Regions from separate parts of the Mus musculus genome. Here regions 1 and 2 are each linked to region 3. A link is a contact called in public Hi-C and promoter capture Hi-C data. All regions are on one chromosome and are shown on one strand. The core of a region is the stretch at or near the end of the contact, and the rest is flanking DNA. Distances in the headings are between cores, read along the strand shown.

Region 1 (3,813 bases), core at 1,050-3,549, 190 kb before region 3:
CTTTATAGTTCTCTTATTTGAATAAACTTTAACTCTGACAAATGTACCTTTAGTACATTTAGGATCTATGGGACACAGATTATTGCTAGTAAGTCTACAATTTCAACATAAAGAGAGGGAGAGGGAGAGAGACCAAACCTTGCTAGCTAAAAAGCCAATCTAGTAAGCGCTCATTTCTTTCTCCGATATATATTTTTGAAACTAGGATACGTGTTTCCAACTACACCCTGCATTTTACATCCAGAACCAACAGAGGGCGCTGCACTATCAAGGATGGTCTAAAAGCTCACTAGGTTCACAGCACAAATTCAGTACTATACAGAGCTACATAGACTCGCTCTGAAACACACGGCTGGCAATGACCCACGAACTGAAGTTTTATTAAGGCACTTTTAAAGTTCGGATAATCTCTTGGAGCAGGGCCTCCTTCACGAGCCCACAGAGGTCTTTTCTATGCAAATGTAGTTTTCAAGATTCCTACACAAAACTAGGCTCACTGGGGCTGTCCCTGCCAGAGAGGGTGTCCTTGTGTAGTCGGAGTCACGTGACACGGGGCCAACGCAATTCTCGTGAGGAGCCGCGGCAGCCAGAGCTCCCGCCATGCGGCGCCGAGCCTCACCTGCAGGGGGCGCCCGCAGCAAGGCGCAGAGCAGGACGGCGGCCAGCGACAGCGGCGAGAGCACGGAGCCCGAGGCCCCGGCCCGCCGCCGGCCCCGCGGAGCCCGGCCCGGGGCCAAGGCCTCCATCCACACGCCGCCGACGGCCGAGCCTCGGCGCAGAAGGTCGTTACCTGGCGCGCGCCCACCCGCCGCCGGAAGTTGGCAGACGGCAGGCCGGAAGGACGGACCGACGGACGCGCCACTTCCGCTCGGGTGATGTGCGGGAGGTGTGCTAGCTTGGGACCCAGCTTGGGTACACATGGGAGGCAAGAGGTCGATCCCCTAGGGGCTCCCTTGACTTCGAGGCCCCGCACCACTAAGGAAACCCTCCAGAACCTGGCTGGTCTGAGATTCCAAAGCGAGAAGAATCTTGTGTCGCAAAGTTCTAACCTTTGCCTTCCCGTGGTGTCTGTGTGCAGAGGAGAAGCCCCTCTTATTACCTTAGCAGTGGATTGAGTTTCAGCCTTTAGGTGCCTAATGGCAGCAGATCCTGAGAACGGATGACTTAATGAATGTACACCTCTCATAAACTTCCTGGCTATAGTAATGCCAATGCATGAAGTTCCTGACTGTTGTAATGCGAACGATTGTGCATTATCAGTGTGTGGGACTTAATAGAAAATGCATGCAGTGAACACCTAGGAGAAATTAAAGGTATTGCCTTAAAAAGTGGCATGATGGGAAAATGGAGGAAATAGACCTTAGATGACATTGACTTTCATGCAGTACTCGGCTTGGAAGATCATCCTCAACTTGGATTCAGGAAAACATAAAGAACCAGCTCACGGACCGTTTAGAATGAGAATGTATTTAAATTGAAAGAATCATACATCTTTTCTGCCTTTGGAAGGATTTAATGATAGTCCAACTAGGATAAAAATAAATTTTATACAAATATATAGAAACACTAGAAGCAGGCTGTTAAATGTTTTCACTTTTAATATGAAGAGATGGGTAATACGGAGTGGAGTAAAAACTTACTGACCTTCGTGTTTTGGATAAACTGTCCAGGACCTTATGCTGAAAACTTACCCATTTATTTCAACGTTATTGCTTGTTTTGTTGTATATTGCAAATTTTCAGTCATCATCATAGGTGGTCGTGGCTACATTCTGCTTATCCTTACTATCATACAATTGATCTGATTTAAATATTCTATACCTGACTCTTGTAGAAGCTTACCTTCTTTATTTAAGGAGGTGTGAGCTATTACCCTTCGGATTGTAATAATTAAACTTAGTTGCAATTTTCATGCAAAACCAAATTGTCTAGTTAAAAAACAGCTCTTAAGTGGACTGCTATGCTTATCGTTTAAAATAGATCGTTTTTTATGCTGCCATTTACTGAAATAACATAAATACCTCATTGTTTTCGTTCTAAGAATTGTGGTAACTTAAAGAAACTGCAGATAATTTAAGGCATTTAAGAATGGACTTTTACATTGGCTATGATTTATGAATTATTTTTCTTAAAAATCAGTATACTATATCTTCCTTGTTAGCGTATTTAAATTAAACATATACCAATGTTTATAATTTATTCCAACCCGAAAAGTTATTTCTAGTTTGTGTGTGTTTGTGTGTGTGTGTTTGTGTGTGTGTAGGAGAGAGAGAGAGAGAGAGAGAGAGTATATATGAAAGAGAGAGACTGTATATGTATTCACTACATCAACTTCAGTATATTCTTTCAGTTACTATCTTGCCCACAAAATATGAACATGTTAAATTTTTACATATACATGTGTGTGTGTGCATGTGTGTGTGTATTGGTTTCCTGAGCATTGGAGAAAAAGGTATAATGGAAATATTACTAGGACTTTTTTCTGTGGTTTGCCTAAAGAATTCCATTATGATGTACATAATAAGTAGTTCCGTGAGCTATGGTTCTACCTGTTGCCAAGCAGCAAAGGCTCTTTTTGTGTTTTTTTATTATTATTATTATGTCCTATTTCTATACTGGCCTATCTCCCTTTCAGCAGAAAAAAATTACCTTAAGACTTTTTAAATGACTAACATTTAGAAAATTGAATTAATTTTATGGTGGATTAATCCTAATCTTCCATTACTGGAAATATGGGTTTTTAATAGTTAAATGGTAAAAAAAAAAAAAAAAAAAAAAAACAAAGGAATTTAATTCATAATCCTCAAAACTGATGAGACAGTACATGGATATGGAGGTCAAGACCATGCCTGGGAAGATCAGTATCCCTAGAAGGTTCATCTTCTCAGAAGGAAAGGCTATTGAGCATCCAGATTACCCGCACTACAGTAACCTCTTACAGAAAATGAACATGCCCTCTGTGAAAGGACTTGAAGACAGACATAACTGTGTCAGATTTGAAAAGAAATGCAACCCTACATTTTTAAAATTTCATCCTTATCCACCTTCAGTCTTGCCGGACTATCATCTTCACTACCCCTATCCCCCACCATATGGGAGGGCATATCCATTAGCACCATTGCGTGACGATGTGCCCTTGGGTGACCCCTGCTCAGGATTTATGAGTCCTGGTGGAGATGCTAATTTAAAGCCTAATATAGGCAGAGCCATACCAAACCTGGTGAGTTTCCATGATGTGAAACCTCAAAATCGAGTTCCTAGACCAGACAAAGGATTTCAAACAACAATAAAAAGGCAAACAATACTTGCAGAAGAACTAAAACAGGATAGGAGATGGAATTCCAGGAAAGTGCCAGACATTTCCATCAAGGCAAAGCTTGGAGGTAAGTAAAGCAACATAGTTTTTATATGTTCTTCAAGTGACGCAAAGGAGAATGAGCTTGAGATTTTTTTAAATTTTAGCAGTTAAATTGACATAAAATGACTGAACAAATTATTTTCAATTGGATTTTAAGAAGGTCTTACAAGTGATACAATGTATAAATCTGCTTGTAAAACACAAATGATTTTTTTTAATTTAAGTTTAATTGGTCAACAGCAAATATATTAACAATTAATTTATTTTAATTATACAGATAACTTATTTTACAAAAGAGGGTCCATGTGTCAGGGTAAATTGTATAAAAGCTTCCTTCATTGTTTCTCTCCCTTGTAATCAATCTGCTGGTTAAAAAGTTAGATTACATGGACTGAAATTAAATGGAAAAGATTAAAGTAAATTGGATAAGAACAGGAACTAAAGAGAAGCAAACCC
Region 2 (4,426 bases), core at 815-3,314, 160 kb before region 3:
TTAGTTACTTTTCTATTGTTACCTTAGAGACTTTCCTTTGTTGCCTTATTTCCTATTGTTACCTTAGAAACTTCCCTTTGTTGCCTTAGTTACTTTCCTATTGTTACCTTAGTTACTTTCCTATTGTTACCTTAGTTACTTTCCTATTGTTACCTTAGTCACTTTCCTATTGATAAATTAGTTACTTTCCTATTGCTGCAATAGAAATACCATGGCCAAGGCATCTTGCAGTAGGAAGGGTTTATTTATGAGTGGATCTTATCTGGGAGGAAGCAGCTGGAACAGCAACCTGAGAGCTCACCAACCAACCAAACAAACAAACAAACAAACAAGGAAAGGCAAGAGCAATGGAACTGGTGCAAGGCTTTGAAACCTCAGAGCCTGGCTTACATGATGTACTTCCTTCAGAAAAGTCATACCTCCTAAACTGCCCAAAGAGTGCCACAGACTGGGGACCAAATATTAAAACTCCCTAGACTATGATGGGGACATCATGTTCAGCCTCCACAACTGTTTATGGCTGTTGTACCCCGGAGCTCTTGTCTCTAGCTGCATATGTATCAGAAGATGGCCTAGCCGGCCATCAGTGGAAAGAGAGGCCCATTGGACATGCAAACTTTATATGCCTCAGTACAGGGGAACACCAGGGCCAAAAAGTGGGAGTGGGTGGGTAGGGGAGTGGGGGGGAGGAGGGTATGGGGGACTTTTGGGATAGCATTGGAAATGTAAATGAGGAAAATACCTAATAAAAGTATTAGAAAATGTATATAGCGTATACATACAGGCTCAGAGCTTTGCTTTAGGGTCAGAGGATTTGGGTCCAAAGACCTGCAGATATTGAAACTTGAAGATGCTCAAATCCATATATAAAATGCTTTAATATTTGGCAAAACATACTGTGTGCATCCTCCCTAGATTTCTTGTGATAGCTAGTACACTGTACATGCATCTAAGTAGCTGTCATACTACATTGTTTAGACACAAGGACAAGAAATGGTCATTTTGAGGGGCACATTTTTAAAGTTATGTTGTTTATTCAGTTATCTGAAACAGTGGTTGTATTATCTTTCTTCCATGCTACAGAGTTGTCAAATGTTAGAGAAATTCTCACATTGGTTTCTGTGATTGACAGCTCTTACCAAGGACTTCATATAGTCATGGCATAAATTGTTGCAACTAGCTGAATGTTAATTAATTTTATCTTTTAAAAGATGTTATGCCCACAAACAGAAGTAGAGAAATTTCTTATTGGATCACCTTCTGCTATATTCTGTTGTTAAATATTTGGTTTTTTAAAATCTCCTGTATTTTGTTTATTTCTATTATTAATTTAACCTAATTCCTTTTTCCTCTCTGTCAGGCTATAAAATATCCTTCAAAATTAACTTTAGCTTTAGTACATTTATATAAATTGTTTTATCGAGGAATTTAATTAAGCATGTCTGTCTAGGGCTGGAAGAGCTAAGAGCTGTCCTAATATAGATATAAAATAGAAAAGAATTTGCCTCCAACAAGCTAAAACTCTTGGTGGACAGACGATTTCACACACACACACACACACACACACACACACACACACACACACAACTGACTTTGCTTTTTGACCCATGACTGTGGAGATGTCATTTTTACATGTAGCACTCCAAAGGCTGATGACACCTACCACCATTTGTCAAGTCTGAGGGAGCCAGTGTAAAATTCTCCCATAAATTCTGCAAGGAAGTCATTACTATTTAAACAATAATTCTTTTAAAAAATTGAAAGGAGAAAGCCAACCTTAAAGTGTTCACCAAGCATAAGATTTTGGTAATGTTTCTTTTTATTCAAGTATATACTTAAACTTTGAAATGTTTTGTGAGACAACCTTGCTTTTGAAATCAAACTTTCCTTGGAGTCATTCTTAAAAGAGGCTGAAACGAAAATAAGAGGCATTTAATTTTTTTTTAAATGTAAAAACAGGGCATTTCTTTGAAGAACTTGGGAGAGTGCCTTTTACCTTATCTTGCTGAAGCTTGTGTTTTCATAGACAACTGACATTTAGCTGTGTTTCTCCGATATGAGCGCTAGAGGGCGTCCCAGGTTGCAAAGTTTCTTCTCGTGATTGATTTTCTGGTTTTTAACAGAATCATAACCTTTTAACACAACAAATGTTGCCCATTTTTATCATGAAGTGTTTATGGATGCTGTGACACACAGTGTCGTTCTTAATACACTCAACTGCGAAGTAAATGCCTGTGTGTGTGTCCACACCGACCTCGCGAAATAGATTTCTAGTGAACTCTTCTGAACTCCTTGTGCCCCGGGAACCTCGCCATCTCCTTCCATGCTCCAAATGAGAAGCCCCGCATCTGGCTTTGTGCTGATCTCCTGCTTGCCCACTTGGTAGTTGTACTACCTACAGATAGGTCTCAAATTAAATGTTATGTATTTTGTACAATATCACACTGGGCTAACAAAATTATAGAATTTATAAAATATGTCTTCATCTCAATAAAGTCTCAAATACGGAAATTCAAATTTTTATTTTGTACCAAGTAGGGGAAAACAAATAAACAAACAAACAAATGTCCTATTCAAATGCAAGCATGACTTTCTTTGAAGTTTCCCAGCTTAAAGGAACTTCTTACCTAAATGTACCCTGTGATATTCTTTAGGGTCTGGAAGATTGATGCTTAATCATGACCTTACATTTACCAAAATGCTGTCCTTCAGCAACACAAAACATTACCCAGTAGATTTACAGTGTCCTGATCAACACCCCACGCCCCTACCCCACCCTCACCCCCACCCCTAGCAGGGCATTATCTTTCAAACTTCCTTCAGGTGATTCCTTCCTTCCTTCCTTCCTTCCTTCCTTCCTTCCTTCCTTCCTTCCTTCCTTCTCCTTTCTCTTCCTCCTCCCTCTTCTTTTCCTAGTTATCAGGTCATCTGGACTACATTGGTGAAGAACACTTCAACAGTTTAAAATGTAATTCATTATTTCTGTTGTAGAATTGAATTTGATCATAATAAGAATTGAGTGCAGAAAACAATAGCAAACACAAACTCTCCCATGAGAACATAACTGCTATTAGACTCACCTTTCCCGCTTGTCATATGCCCTTCTCACTCTTGCTGATATATGCCCCAGGGAGCACCCACTGCTGTGATATGCCCCAGGGAGCACCCACTGCTGTGATATGCCCCAGGGAGCACCCACTGCTGTGATATGCCCCAGGGAGCACCCACTGCTGTGATATGCCCCAGGGAGCACCCACTGCTGTGATATGCCCCAGGGAGCACCCACTGCTGTGATATGCCCCAGGGAGCACCCACTGCTGTGATATGCCACAAGGAGCACCCATTGCTGTGATATGCCCCAGGGAGCAAGCACTACCTCTGCATTGCAGCATGATTGTGAAATAGACTTTCCTAAACACCATTTCTGTTCTTTCAAATGTAGTGTACTTGAGGGATTTAAATTCATATATAAATTATTTCCTTTCTCTTTTTGCTATTATACATAATCCCCTCAAATATTTTTACATATGTCTTTCATGATTTAAAACTATTTCCTTAATGGAGATTCCTTTCTAATAGATTACAAGGTGAAAATTTAGCAGCATTCTCAAACCAGTTGTTTAGTCATTTTCCAGAGCTGATACAACTATCCCATGTTTGTGCTCACCTCTAGTATTAGCATAGCTCACCTTCTAACATCTACATATCCTGATGGAACAGTAATCCAAGTATTTTTAAAGTATAGGAAGTAAACTGTCTCTTTGGTTTTTAACACCAGTGTTGGAGATTTGATGATCCTTTATCTATGTGTCTATGAAGTCTGTGATATATGTCATGGTGTGTCTATATTCACACACAGAGTTTGCATGAATGTAAGATTTATAAATAAACACTGATCGTTTTCTCCACAATTCATTGAATGGTTGCATAATATTCCTCTAAGACACTACACCAAGTTTATATAAGTAACTTCTCACTAAAGCATTTTCCTGTTATAACCAATGAAGGAAAAATAACTTCTGCATTATATATTTTCTTTACAATTATGCCTACATACATATATAACACATCCATACAAACAGAATCATGACATGTTTTCTCATTATAAATGACAGTTTCTTAATTTTGGCACTTGTGGAAGATCCATTATCTAGATGTAACCTGAAACAAGCCATTTGGGGCTCCTCATGTCATTTTCTCTGACCTCAGCCTCCTTGTCTGCAGAACGGGAACAGAACTGGTTTCTGCACTTCTGGCTTGCTCACACTATTTTGAAAAATAAAGGAGGCATTCAAAGTTAGGGAACTTATAGCTTGAGAGTAGGTTGGGGACCAAGAGAATCCAACCTATTCATAAGGTAGAACAGGAATTCAGAATAGCTTGAGTGACATTTCTTTTCAATGCCTTTCCTGGGCATGAATGATAG
Region 3 (4,178 bases), core at 453-2,952:
CAAAGAAGGGACATCTCCAGGTTACACTAGTCACATGATCTAGGAATAGTGACTGTAGCTTCTGAGAAAAATAAGCTTCTCTCTTATGTGCTTTAGAATGGTGCAAAGAAAATACTATCATTGACATTCCTGATTGTTTTCTTCTGTGGTGCTAAGGATTGAGCGCAGGGCCTTGCACGTGCTAGACAAGATCCCTAGCACTAGACTCCATCTCCATGTCCATTTTTGCTTATTATGTTAAGACATACTCTTCCTACATTGCTCCAAGTGGCCTTGATCTCAATCTATAGCCCTAGAAAGCCTTGAACTTTTCCATCCCCCGGCCTCATCCTGCAGTGTACCTGGCAGTATAATCCTTCTCACCAGGCTTAACCATATGTTTTTTTTTTCCTTCAACAACCCTTGATTAAAAAAAGAAGTCAATTAGACAAATCAGACTCTAATATCCTTGGTGGTATGGCAAAGAAAAGTACATGTTTGGTGTGGTGAACATGCCAATTAACCTATTTGACCAGTATGTATGCTTGTATCAAAATATCACAAAACATCTAAAAAATGAACAATTTCCCTATGTCAATAAAACTAGAATAAAAAGCATTACAGGCTACTTTAGGAGCAAAGAATTGGCTTCAAGTGTGAGCATTTGGTTATTCAGATCATCTTAGAGAGACCATCATTCCAGGCTCTAGGCTCCTGGGCTGCTTGTGCCTCAAGAGATGACAAATTTCATCACATTAACCCGGATCCTAACTGTCCCCAGAGAGATAGATTGAGGACCCGAGGACAGCGAAGAGCAGGACATTTGGTTGTACAGCTACCATAGGGCTAGACTTACACTAGGCCACAGGCTTCCTGTGGGAAGACAAAGTGGGCAGCTGGGGCCTACACTGCCTTGCTGGTTCCTTCCACCTGCTTGGAGGGAATTTACCACTGGCCCTTCTTTCTGCACTCCACTGCCACCCACACATATGACTCTCTGGCAAGCCTCTGTCACATGGTGCTCATCTTCCTAGACACAAATTTGCCCTTCATGCTGATTTCCCGGTGTTTCTAGTTAGATAAGTGATTCTGACCAGGAGGGTATCACTTTGTGCCTTGAAACCAGGAGTGCAGTTGCTTTCCAGAGCTTCCACCTCCTTTCCCCTCTCCAGAGAGGCCCCTTCCGCAGACACTGGCTTACCCCTCAGTTTTCATCATCTTGTCTTGTCCTATTTAAATCTTGTCATGGAAAAAGGAAATCAGAGGCTAGTAATCACAAGCTTTCCTTGAATACACACACACACACACACACACACACACACACACACACACACACACACACCGTCGTCTGGATCATCCACAACCTGAGCTGCCACAGCCCTGACACACACATTTCCAGACATTAGGAATTAAGGGCTACATTTACATAACATTAAAGTCACTGTCTACAGGCACAAAATAAAGTGAATGGCTTCCGATCTCTGCCCCCAGAAACTGGTCTGTGGGCTTCTGCGTTTCTGGCCACGTGACCTTATTAGATGTCTATTACTTGTCTGGCTGATAGCTAGCTGCTCTGCTTCCCCAGTCTAACTGCATGGGAGCAGCAGGTCAGACCAGGCTGCAGGAGCCAAACTGCCAGAATCCGTATGAAGGGAGTTAGGTGGGGCCTGTCCTATCTCATCTCCCCAGCATGCCTTGCAACTACAGGAAGCCACCCACCAGTATTTCAGAAACCACAGGCTCCTGCGGTTCTGAGAGCCCCTGTCCTCTGTGTCCTTAAAACATACACACCATTTAATGTCTCATTAATCACCTTCTTTTACATGACTCAACTGGAGCCAGGAAAGAGCAGTGTTTACCCTGACCCAAGGGCAGTTTGGCCTCCTGCTTTCCCATTCAGTTGTGAGCAAATGTTTCAATAGAACACATTCCCAGGGCTGTGTGCTAGAATTTTATGCCCTATAGTGTGCAGGAAATAACCCATCTCTTGTCATGGACATAGGCCCTGGAAGAAGAGCTGTACCAGCAGTATCTGTCCTCCATCTCTAGTGCTTAGCAGAGTTTGATCATTAGAGGGACAGAGCCTATGCTTGTCAGTTTGAGGTCAGAAAGGCCCTGGTTTCCCTCAGCCACCTGGTTATAGAACAAGAATAATAAGAACATTCCAGACCAGAGGCAGTCAGCTGGGCCAATGGCAGATCTGCAGCTGCCATGTCCGATCTGCCTGTGGTTCCTCGCTGACAGTACCCAAGCTGCCTAATCACAGGCTGGAGTCAGGGCGGCTGTAACTCCAGAGCACTCCATTTTCTCTGACCAATCACCTCTCTCAAGAAAGCCCCAAGGTGTCTGTGCTCATAAATTCTCCAGCAGTTGGTGCTACCCAGGTGGTAGAGATGAGATATCCGAAGGTCCAACTACCATAACTCACAAAGACCAGACATATGAGGCTTTGTGTGTTGGTAAACCCAAGCCACTGCACCTTGTCTTTCTTTTAGTCATCCACTAAGCCTGCCAGCATGGCAGGATTCCTGGACGTGCCAGTGTGCAACAGGGTCCATCATATCCTGAGGTCACAGTCCTGAAACCAATTTGTCTTAAGTTTCTGTTTTGTCAGGGAAGTCCAGTGGAGCAATGAAGCTTGCACTGAGCCAATACTTGAGCACCTCTTTTGGCCAAATTTTCCTTCAGCAACCTACCTAGCAGCAAGGGGACCCAGGACATGGGAATGATTTGGACCTATATAGTGAAGGGGAAGAGTTGAATTGAATACTTGTGTGTGTGTGTGTGTGTGTGTGTGTGTGTGTGTGTGTTTGTGTGCGCGTGCGTGCGCGCACGCGCGCACGCGTGTGCACCCGCTATCTCTTCTGCATATTCTCCTGGCCAAGGGATATACCACTCAGTGGCCCAATAAAATGCTGTTACAGGGGAAGAAGGAACCTTAAGCAAAAGAGGAGAAATGTGTTTTCTACATGTTTTTTGAAGGAAGAGATACATATTTTTCACTATCCCATGAAAGTTATGTGCCAGACAGATGCAGCCAAGTAAGCTATGAACCCCAGGATATGTTATCATTGATGGGATAATGGCTCTTAAAGCCTTGGGTGCAGTGGTATGTTTAAGAATAGTTCTTTATAAGGGACGGGAAATAAGGAACAAAAGTAAAACACAAGTTGCATGCAGCACTGAAATCTCATCTCCCACCTGTCGCCTTTTTGACCTGTGTGGCTTGACAAATCCAGAGCCTTGACCAGCAAGTTGCTCAGGCTTCCTCATACTTAAAAAACAGGATTAAAAATATTGTTGAATATTTTGAGTCACATTCTCAACGCCTGTGTCTAAAATAAGGCCCCAATTTTGCATCTGCAATTATTTATGCCTGGAAATAAGGAAGTGAAATTCCCACCTACTGGAAGGACAGTTGACAGGGCCACTCAGCCAGGCAAGTGTGGCTTAGAGCAGTGCAAACTGCATTGCACGTGCAGGGGAGATGCAGGAGCCTGATCAGACAGCTGCACCAACATTGCTACCCAAAGCTAGACAGGGATCAGCCTGTGACCTTCACTAGAAATTTGGGAACAGACAGGCACAAGCTTCAGGGACCTGTCGAGATTAGAAGGAGCGAATCTTCAAGAAGGACTGGCCTGTGTAGGATGGTGGCCCATGGTTAAGGAGTTCCCACAGCCTATTAGGACAATGTCCTCTTCCCTATCAGAATCCTTCCTGTACATCTCAGGGTGTAAGTAGGTTTGAAGCAACTTGTTGTGCTTCCCCTCTTGATACATGGACATGCTGGATTTCCTATACAAGACATTGCTAGCCAGCATCCACCTCTGTGAGTGGTTCTTGTGCAAACCTCCTATGAGTTGAAATGAACTGAGCCTAGCACTAACTCTACTGTCAAATATATCAGTGCCCCACAGGTTGATATCACTGGGGCTCATGCTACCATAGCTATAGTAGTGAGAGTGTAGGATTCCCAAAAGAAGCCAAGACCATTTCATGGAGGCCTGTGGAAGTCAAGCTTTACTTTAGGCTGCAGTTTGAAGAAAAATATTCTCCCTCCTCTGGTGGCAGGACACTAGCACCCAAAATATGGACTGGAAAGCTAAGCCTGTCTAAAAGCCTGAGCTTTTCCTGGCCCAATCTTCTTGCAAGTCCAGACCAGGTTACAGACTGACTTACAAACCTGAGCAGCTTCA

The links. Promoter capture Hi-C pulls out the DNA fragments that hold promoters and counts their contacts. Hi-C and Micro-C count contacts between places; a contact is called where the count stands out from the background.
Region 1: a promoter capture Hi-C map of pre-B cells shows a contact between it and region 3, with 2.5 times the contacts expected there. The contact joins the promoter of Spata48 here to the enhancer-like site in region 3. A contact is called at or near these places in 4 of 39 promoter capture datasets (the C10 cell line, the HPC-7 cell line, pre-B cells and 1 more), 1 of 484 Hi-C or Micro-C datasets (the HPC-7 cell line), 2 of 115 datasets of contacts at active chromatin or transcription factors (the SCID.adh cell line and double positive thymocytes) and 3 of 9 other capture datasets (adipose tissue, liver and pancreatic islet).
Region 2: a contact with region 3 is called in a Hi-C map of the HPC-7 cell line, with 5 times the contacts expected there. The contact joins two enhancer-like sites. A contact is called at or near these places in 1 of 15 datasets of contacts at CTCF or cohesin (CD8 T cells), 3 of 484 Hi-C or Micro-C datasets (CD8 T cells, the HPC-7 cell line and centrocytes) and 2 of 115 datasets of contacts at active chromatin or transcription factors (CD8 T cells and double positive thymocytes).

What each region holds. Positions count from the first base shown.
Region 1 is chr11:11,461,445-11,465,257 of GRCm38.p6, forward strand. Spata48 (spermatogenesis associated 48) reads left to right here and starts at 2,300. Exons shown (of 9, transcript NM_001347068.1): 1 at 2,300-3,382. The coding sequence starts at 2,812. Zpbp (zona pellucida binding protein) reads right to left here and starts at 975. Exons shown (of 8, transcript NM_015785.2): 1 at 620-975. The coding sequence starts at 920.
Region 2 is chr11:11,498,052-11,502,477 of GRCm38.p6, forward strand. All of the region lies in intron 7 of Spata48 (spermatogenesis associated 48), which reads left to right. Among named protein-coding and RNA genes, the nearest start is that of Spata48, 37 kb to the left of the region's middle. Within about 2 kb of position 2,065, at least 13 of the 459 cell types and tissues checked have an H3K27ac peak or open chromatin away from gene starts, as enhancers often do. A contact at or near this core is called in CD8 T cells and the HPC-7 cell line, where this site is marked.
Region 3 is chr11:11,655,634-11,659,811 of GRCm38.p6, forward strand. The region is part of intron 1 of Gm11999 (predicted gene 11999); the gene reads right to left. Among named protein-coding and RNA genes, the nearest start is that of Gm11999, 28 kb to the right of the region's middle. Within about 2 kb of position 1,703, at least 103 of the 459 cell types and tissues checked have an H3K27ac peak or open chromatin away from gene starts, as enhancers often do. A contact at or near this core is called in CD8 T cells, the HPC-7 cell line, the SCID.adh cell line and 2 more, where this site is marked.